Regions from separate parts of the Mus musculus genome. Here region 2 is linked to region 1. A link is a contact called in public promoter capture Hi-C data. All regions are on one chromosome and are shown on one strand. The core of a region is the stretch at or near the end of the contact, and the rest is flanking DNA. Distances in the headings are between cores, read along the strand shown. Region 1 holds the start of Tatdn2 (TatD DNase domain containing 2). Region 2 holds the start of Lag3 (lymphocyte-activation gene 3).

The links. Promoter capture Hi-C pulls out the DNA fragments that hold promoters and counts their contacts.
Region 2: a promoter capture Hi-C map of cranial neural crest shows a contact between it and region 1. The contact joins the promoter of Lag3 here to the promoter of Tatdn2 in region 1.

Annotation. Positions count from the first base shown.
Region 1 is chr6:113,694,451-113,698,819 of GRCm38.p6, reverse strand. It overlaps Tatdn2 (TatD DNase domain containing 2), which reads right to left and starts at 1,770. Exons shown (of 8, transcript NM_001347356.1): 1 at 1,219-1,770; 2 at 703-1,113. The coding sequence starts at 1,107. Irak2 (interleukin-1 receptor-associated kinase 2) reads right to left here. Exons shown (of 13, transcript NM_172161.4): 13 at 3,794-4,369.
Region 2 is chr6:124,909,522-124,913,890 of GRCm38.p6, reverse strand. It overlaps Lag3 (lymphocyte-activation gene 3), which reads left to right and starts at 2,186. Exons shown (of 8, transcript NM_008479.2): 1 at 2,186-2,597; 2 at 2,980-3,127; 3 at 3,495-3,787. The coding sequence starts at 2,540. Ptms (parathymosin) reads left to right here. Exons shown (of 5, transcript NM_026988.2): 5 at 1-216.

The DNA.
Region 1 (4,369 bases), core at 521-3,020:
CAAAAATCCAAAACCCTGTTAACCAAACAGAGAATGCCAACATGCAGAAATCCACAACTTTGGTGAAAAGCCACACTAAGAGTCCATTTCCTGAGCTGCAATTCAGAGCGGTTCTAAGTACAAAGACCATTTAATTTTATTTTTAATTAAGTGCACGTATGTGGGTTAAGTGCACATGAAGATAGATACCCATGGGAGCCCGAGGAATGGGAGCTGGAATTACAGGGGCTTGTGAACCACCTGACCTGGGCTCTCAGAACCTGTGTCCTCCTTCAGCAGCTGTATGTGCCTTCTTCTCTCCAGCCCCAAGGGCAAACTCTATAAATTGACCGAAATCTACATCATCTTTCCTGGGCATTATTCCACCTTCCATTGTGCTGATCCTCCAGTTCCACTGTCCATTTACAATCACTCGAAGGTTGCAGAGATCCCTCCAAACTATCTATAATCACTCTCTCTGGGATGGCAGACCACAACCATTATCAGGCTTTCCTAGTAGTTCCAAATGCCACCAAGTTTGAAAACCCCCTCCATACTGAGCTCTACCCCTCAACACCCTCCCCCTCGCCCCCCCCCACACACACACCAGGCCCTCCACAGGAAAGATCTAATTTTTATTCTCTTCCCACCAAATGTCTTCTCTCCACCCCTCAAACCACGTGCAAGGGACTTCACTGTTTGCCAGACGTCGCTGCCACGTACCTTAACGCTACAAGCTTCCTTCCGTAGAGAAGCCATTTCTTCTAGAGAGGAGTGGGCAGGGTGCAGAGGGGACCCCTTGGACGTAAATAGTCTCCGAGGGCTCGCAATCAGGAAGCCAGGGGAAGCGGCCTCACCCACACCTGAGCCCGAAGAGAGAGAGGACGAAGAAGAGGAAGAGGAGGTGCGACGGCGGACTGAGCTCCGAGGAGCGCGGGCCACATCGTCCCCGCGCCGGACTTTCAGACGCTGGGGGCTGCTGGCCCCTCGAGGACGCGACGCACACCTGCGACCTGGCCGGCTGGAGGGGGCCACATTGCCGGGCTCCCGGGGGCGGCTGCGCTTGCTGGGACACCCTTCCGACGTGCTGCCCCAGTGATACTTGACCTTGCGCCGCTCCGACGCCATGGGCACCTGCCAGGGACAGAGGAACGACGATTGTAGCAGCAGCCTTGGCGGCTGCTCGCCTCACACCGCCGGGAAGCCGCTAGGGCAACGGCGGGAATCGGCCCCACTGACCTTTCCCGTTCCTGTCGTCTGCCCATTCCAGTGCTACGGGCTTCGGGGACGCCACAGCGCTCCGAGAAGCGTCCGCGGGCCGAGCGCCGAGCCCGAACAACGCGCAGCCCAAGTCCGCGAGCGCGGCTGTCAACAGCGCGCCACTCCCGAGACGCCGAGGCGCTTCCGGCGCGGCGCGGCGCGGTGCAGCGGTCTGCCTTCCGAAGCCCTGCGCGGGGGGCCGAGCGCGTGCGGAGCCGCCTTTTGGGCCGCACGCGCCCGCAGGCCCCGGACGCCAAGGGCGGGCCGCGGGCGGGGTGGCCGCTCGCCTCCCGCCGCCCCGTCCCGCCCCGGGCCTGAGGGAGCCACTGGCCTCCGGAGCCGCGCGCCGGAAGTCACCTCCGCTCCTCCAGCTGACCCGGCCCAGCGCCGCACCGCGCCCTCATCCAAGGCCTCGGCCCCGCCGCCTACTTCGCAACCTCGGCGTCAGCTCCGCGGAACCTGCCCAGCGGCCGGCGGCCGGCGTGCGGCAGGGGCGGAGCCGGCGTCAGGGACGGCGCCGATTGCTCCAACGGGAGAGGGGCGTGACTTCGGGCAAGACGGAGCGCGCCTGTTGGTCCGACGTTCTGGGGCGTGCCCCTACGCCTCACGAAGCTCTGTGGTTGGTTGGGAGCGATATGTGGCGGAGCTTCTCACGTGGCCCTGGATCCGCGCGAAGGGCCTGCTGGGGACGCCCGGGAGCCGAAAATACCGATGGAGGGTAACTTGGCGGGCCTCTTGGTACCGGACGCGCGTGCCAAACATTGTCACTCACTCACCTACTCACCCATCCCCCCTCCCCCTTTTTTTTTTTTTTTTAAAAAAAACAACGCAGGAAACTGTGGCTCGATAAAAACCAAGCGACACACCCAGAAAGTGACGGAATTGGGGTTAGCAGGCACAAGCCATACACACACAAAAAACAGAACCAGGCCTGCCGGATAGACCTGTAAAACCAACTGCTCAGGAAGAAGAGGCAGGACGATTGACAAAGTCCAGCCTAGACGTTTTAGAACCTGACTACAACTAAAAAAATTTTAATAGCGGGGGGTGGGGAGAACAGAGAGGTGCCTGAAGCAGCCATAGTAGCTCACATTGGTAATTCCATTTGGGTCGCTGAGGCTGGGGAACTGCTGAGTTCGAAGCCAGTTTGGGATAGCTAATGAGTTCCGATCAACCTAGGCTTCCGAGTGAGATCAAAAGAAAAGAAAAAAAAAGAGAGAGAGAGAGAAAGAAAAGAAGAGATATAACCCCACATCAAGAGAGCCGTAGGACAGAGGATCCAGAGTTCAAGGTCACCTCCTAACTTCTTGAGACCCTGTTTCAAACCTTCCCACACCAACCCCAGAAAAGGTAATGATTGCAGCTCAATAGCAGAGCACTTACAGGAGAAGCAAGCTTTTGATCCTAATCACCAAATTACCCAGGTGTCACACAAGTCTGTAAGTAATCGCAGCCCTCTGGAGGTGTTGGAGGGGAGGGTCAGGAATTCCAGACCAGCCTGTGACACTTAAAATGCCCCCGCCCCCCAGAACCAAAACAGTAAAGAAAAGAGTTTGTCCTACTACTTCATTCCCAGACTGCTCTTGGCCAACAGCTGTGGTGGCAAGAACTAAAGGCTCTCCACACTCAGCTGGCCTTCACTTTTTTTTTTTTTTTTAATTACCCAATGCAGGAGCCAAACCCATGGAATAGCACCTCCCATACTCAGAGTCTTCTGTCTTCAGTTCATCCTCTCGGTAAACTCCCTCCTAGTCACAGCCAGAGCATATCTAACTCCTAGAGGGTTGTTAACCCAAGTTCACAGTGAAGGTTAACCATCCCAGAAGCCATCTCTATTTGTTTGTGGGGTTTTTCTTTTTTTTTTGGGGGGGGGGGTGTCGTTTTGTTGTTTTGGTTTGATTTGATTCTTTCAAGACAGGCTCTCTCTGTGAAATCTTGACTGTCCTGGAACTAGGTCTGCCAACCAGGCTGGTCTCAAACTCATAAAATTCTGCCTGCCTCTGCCTCCCAAGTGCTGGGATTAGAGACACGTGTGTGCTGCCACCACCACCTGGCAACCATCCCTATTTGTAACAGTAAAAATAAAAGCAACTTTAATATCCATGAAGGGTTATACAAGTGCCCCAAGCCCTGCAAAGGTGGCATTGCTGATAAAAACCCTCCCTAAAGTGACAATGTACTAAATCACTGGCCACAACCATGAAGTCTTAAGTTCAAATACCAGGACCCACATAAAAGCTGGCTGTACAGCAAGGGTATATACAATCTAAGCACTTCTACATCAACAGAGATGGGCCAGCTAGCCTTGTGTAACAGCAAACTAAAATACATACATACATACATACATACATACATACATACATACCTTGTGGAAGAAGGATTGAAAACCCAAGTCATCTCTTGAGCTCCATATGCACATGGTTGTGTGCACACCACATGCACATACATAAATATGCATACATACATTGTACAAACAATACATACAGAAATGAAAGCAAAAGCAAGAATCCTTGAGCCAAACATATTCGGTACACAAATTCACCCAGACACAAAATTATAAGACAGCTGCTAGATTACAAACATTTTTATTTTGTCACTATAATGGAATTCTTTTTTTAAATAGTGAATTAGAAATAGCTTTGTTAGCCGGGCATGGTGGCGCACGCCTTTAATCCCAGCACTCGGGAGGCAGAGGCAGGCGGATTTCTGAGTTCGAGGCCAGCCTGGTCTACAAAGTGAGGTCCCGGACAGCCAGGGCTATACAGAGAAACCCTGTCTCGAAAAAACAAAAAAAAAACAAAAAAAAAAAGAAAGAAATAGCTTTGTTTTACAAAACATGTTTGCAACATGACTTTTCAAAAATATATTCACTTCATAAACATTTTCTACATGGCAGAGCCATGAACTACATACCTTTTACTCCATTGAGAACACAGAACAGATACATTTTCAAAGTGCTTCTGCAGCCGCTGCACCCATCCTCCCAAGAGCTGAATAGAGCAGCTCTGTTCTTCCCCAGGGAGAACAGAGCAGGGTTATCTTACAAGGATACTGAGCTACCACCCACCAAGTGATTGACTTAACTAGCAGCAGAATCAAACATGAGACTGTTTCTCATGCTTCTTCACCT
Region 2 (4,369 bases), core at 937-3,436, about 11 Mb before region 1:
CGGTCCCTGCGAAGCCTCTCCTTGCCCTCTACACCCCGAGCCTCTCAGCCTGCCCTTCTTTCTCCTGCCTGACCCCTGGGTCTCCCTCAGATTCCCTCCTCTCAGACAGCGCCAGGCCGGGGTGGGGCTGGGGTTGGGGCCAAGCCCCGAAGCTGCCCCCTCCCCTTTTTGTATAATTTAATAAAGAAACGGTCGCGCTTCTGTTTTTAACCCGTCTCCTGCTTTCCCGCAGTCCGGTCAGTGCATGAAAGGGTGTAGAGGGCGTGGCTGACCTCATACCCAGATTATAAGAGACATGGCCAGTCCTCGGAGTGGGAGCTCAAGGTCTTCCTCTGGGGGCTGACATACGTCCTGTTTTTGGGCTCCTGGGGAGGTTTCTCCTCAGCAGTGCACACTATATCATGTTAACTCACGTAAGATCTAGACTCTGCTGAGCCCAGTGGAAAGCTTCCAGCTCCATTGTGCTGAACCAGGCAGATAGAAACAGGAAGTCCTGCCCCCAAGGTGGAAGAGGCTGTTAGGCCCATGTCTCAACCTAGAGTTTGGAAAGAGAACTCCCAAGCATGGACACATTTTTGACTCGTGGGAAGCAGAGTTCTCATACATGGGCGGCAAAAGACTCCAGAGTTAGTTATCAGGCCTGTCTCCTTGTCATCGTCTTCATTTTCTCAGCTCAGCTGAGCTGGGGAGCAAAGGTTGTTGGGTTCCTCTAGCCTGCCTCAGTTCCTCTTGTTTTATAGTCTTACTACGCAGCCCTGGCTGGTCTGAAATTCACATAAAGCCACCTGCCTCTGCCTAGTAAGTACTGGGATTAAAGGTCTTTTTCCCTTTTTATTTTAAGTTTCATTTTGTTGGCATAGCATCTACTTTGTAGCCAGGGATGACCCTGAACTCATGGGCCCAAGCAAGCCAGCTTCAATTCACCCCACCTTCCAAAATCTTGACTTACACATGCCACTGTTGCTGACACCTTGGTCTCTCTTGAGTTTTCCTTGCTATAAGATTCCTGCATTATTCCATCTCCATAGACCCTTGCCTTCATTTTTTTCTTAAAGTACAGAATCTTGGGGAGGAGGGAGGTTTTGAAGACAGGAAAACATCCTATTGTCAGGGCTGGAAAGGCCGTTCTGCAGTTATGAGTGCTTGTTGCCTTTCAAGAAGACCTAGGTTTGATGTCGAGCATCCAGATGGGGCGGCTCCCAAAACACCTGTAACTCCAGTTCCAAGGAATCTGACACCCTCTTCAGGCCTCTGAGCATTCACACAGGGTGGGGAATTTATGTATACAGACACATAAATAAAAGTAGACATCTAAAACAAGTTTCCCAGCCGAATGTGGTAGGTGGTGCATGCCTTTAATCCCAGCACTCAGGAGGCAGAGGCAGGCGCATTTCTGAGTTCAAGGCCAGCCTGGTCTACAAAGTGAGTTTCAAGACAGCCGGAATACACAGAGAAACCCTGTCTCGAACTCCCCCCCCCCCCCACACACACACATAAAACCAAGTTTCTCAGTGTCATCTTCCTAGAAGATGAAAGGCCATCCCATAATGCAAGTAGGGTTAAGGACTAGACAGCTTTTGCCTTCATGCTTCCTAATGTTGGCAAGTTATTTAATGCCTGTGAGCCTCAAGTCCCGAAATCTGTACAAAAAGGGGCGCGCATCAAGTTTCACAAGTTGCTTTACGGAAAATGTATAATACAGTTATATGTAGCATAGAATGAAGGTTAACACCGTGTGGCTACTATACTTTTCCACTGAGCCCTTACCCAGATCTGGTAACTTGTGGTATGGTGACACTTCTTGAGTACCTGTCCAAGAGATGCTGAAAGGCTAGGCAGGCAGACTGTAGGACAGTGGCTTTTTTTTTTTTTTTTTTCAGTGTTAATGGGAAAGAGCAAGTCAAGAAGAAACTGTGGGGACAGTAGAGGAAGCTTAAAGATACAGCTGTAGTTCTAGGCAGAAATGCTTGGCAGAGAGAGAGAGAGAGAGAGAGAGAGAGAGAGAGAGAGAGAGAGAGAGAGGAGACAGAGGGGGAAGAGGTGAAGAGGGGGCGGTAGGGAGACCCGAGTCTGAGGAAGTAAACAAGGGGAGTGCCACCACCGAGAGGAGGGCTCGGCTGCTGGGAATCAGCCCCCTCACACTTTCCACTGCGAAGCGAAACCCCGCGCCTTGGTCTGGGGGGGCGGGCAGTGGGGAGGAGAAGCAGAAGGACTGGGTCTGGAGGAGCAGCTCAAGTTCTAGCTAGCTGCAGTGGGTTTGCCTGCACTCTGCTCTGGGTCCCAGCCCGGGCCTCTGATCATTATCCATCCTGCTGTCTCCAGTCCCCACTCCTGGGGCGTCCTCTTCACCCTACATTCTTTCCCTCCGCCTCACCTCCTCCTTGTAGAACTTCTCTCTCTCTCTCTCTCTCTCTCTCTCTCTCTCTCTCTCTCTCTCTGTGTGTGTGTGTGTGTCTGTCTGTCTGTCTGTCTCTCTCTCCTCCCAGGACCTTTTTCTAACCTCCCTTGGAGGGCTGGGGAGGCCCGGGCCATAGAGGAGATGAGGGAGGACCTGCTCCTTGGCTTTTTGCTTCTGGGACTGCTTTGGGAAGCTCCAGGTAAGGTGGAGAGTCCAGCAGGGACCTCTATGGCTGTCTCTTTAGCTGTGGTGATATTCCAATGCTTTTGTTGAGGGGAGGGGTGTGTGTGTGTGTGTGTGTGTGTGTTTTGAGACAGGGTTTCTTTGTGTTGCCCTGGCTGTCCTGGGACTGGCTCTGATGACCAGGCTGGCCTTGAATTTATAGTGATCCACTTGCCTCTGCCTCCCCAGTGCTGGGATTAGAGGCGTGCACCATCACTTTGTATAAGGGCAGATCCCAAAGCTGCCTCAGCCTCCCTTCAACAGGGAGGCATGATGTTTCTTTCTTAGGAAAGCCAGGGCATTTCTCTATTCTCCAATCTCTTGGCTCAATGCCCTTGGCCTCTCTTTTGTTCCACTAGTTGTGTCTTCAGGGCCTGGGAAAGAGCTCCCCGTGGTGTGGGCCCAGGAGGGAGCTCCCGTCCATCTTCCCTGCAGCCTCAAATCCCCCAACCTGGATCCTAACTTTCTACGAAGAGGAGGGGTTATCTGGCAACATCAACCAGACAGGTATGAACTCCAAAGTTGAACAACAGAACCTCCCAATCCTGTCCTAATGGATAAAACCCTGTCCAAGCCAGTTTTGTCCTCTTTGTGAGCCCCTCTAAAGCCAGTAGCTCAGTGTCCTCTAAAACCACACAGCCTTCCTGTGGATTGCTCCCCACACACCGGCATCCTGTAGTGCCCCACCTCTCCAGTAGCAGATAGTGCTGAAGACCAACGGAAGTGGGGACAGGGGTAGTTATGGGGGAGAGGGGAGGCTGCTGACGGTCAAGAGGTCTCTTAGGCAGGTTAACTTTATCCTCAAAGCATGCTTGAGTGCATCTTCTTCGTGGCCTTATCAAATTTCTCAATCCTATTCTCTCTCCCCAACCAGTGGCCAACCCACTCCCATCCCGGCCCTTGACCTTCACCAGGGGATGCCCTCGCCTAGACAACCCGCACCCGGTCGCTACACGGTGCTGAGCGTGGCTCCAGGAGGCCTGCGCAGCGGGAGGCAGCCCCTGCATCCCCACGTGCAGCTGGAGGAGCGCGGCCTCCAGCGCGGGGACTTCTCTCTGTGGTTGCGCCCAGCTCTGCGCACCGATGCGGGCGAGTACCACGCCACCGTGCGCCTCCCGAACCGCGCCCTCTCCTGCAGTCTCCGCCTGCGCGTCGGCCAGGCCTCGAGTAGGTGGGGCCGGACAAAGGGAGAGAGAGGGCCTGGGAAGCAGATCCCTGCTTCCCCCGGGGCAGGGAGAGCAATGGCTAGGGGTTGTGATTTAGACCCTGTCTGAGGACCTCCAGAAGTGTAGAAGAAGGGATGGCCCCCTGATGGCAGGATGGAAAGGCAGGTTGGAAAGTGCCCCCTGAAACGCTCGCCTTTAGGCGGGGATGAGGGGGCTATGGAGAAATTGTATCACCCCACCCCCTTCCAACTCCCTTTCCCCCACCTACTGCGGGAGTGCCATCCCTTGTAGAGGTAGAGATGGGGAAGCACCTCTTCTTTGGGGGGCTAGAGTGATTCATCTAAGATATCTGTAGCTCGTCCTTAGGCCAGGTCTGCCCAAAGCCAAGTAAAGTAGAGGCAGGAGGCCGTGGAAAAGAGTCCCGGGTCTCTTGGAGATCCACCCATAAACATCCCCAGGTTTCAAGAACTGACTTGGAATGAGCGGGTGTGTGGAGAATCTGAAAGCAATGCCCCATTTCTATGAGTTTTTCAGCTTGGTTTGGCCGGCTGCGTTGAGAAAGCATTTCCATCTATTGGACTGA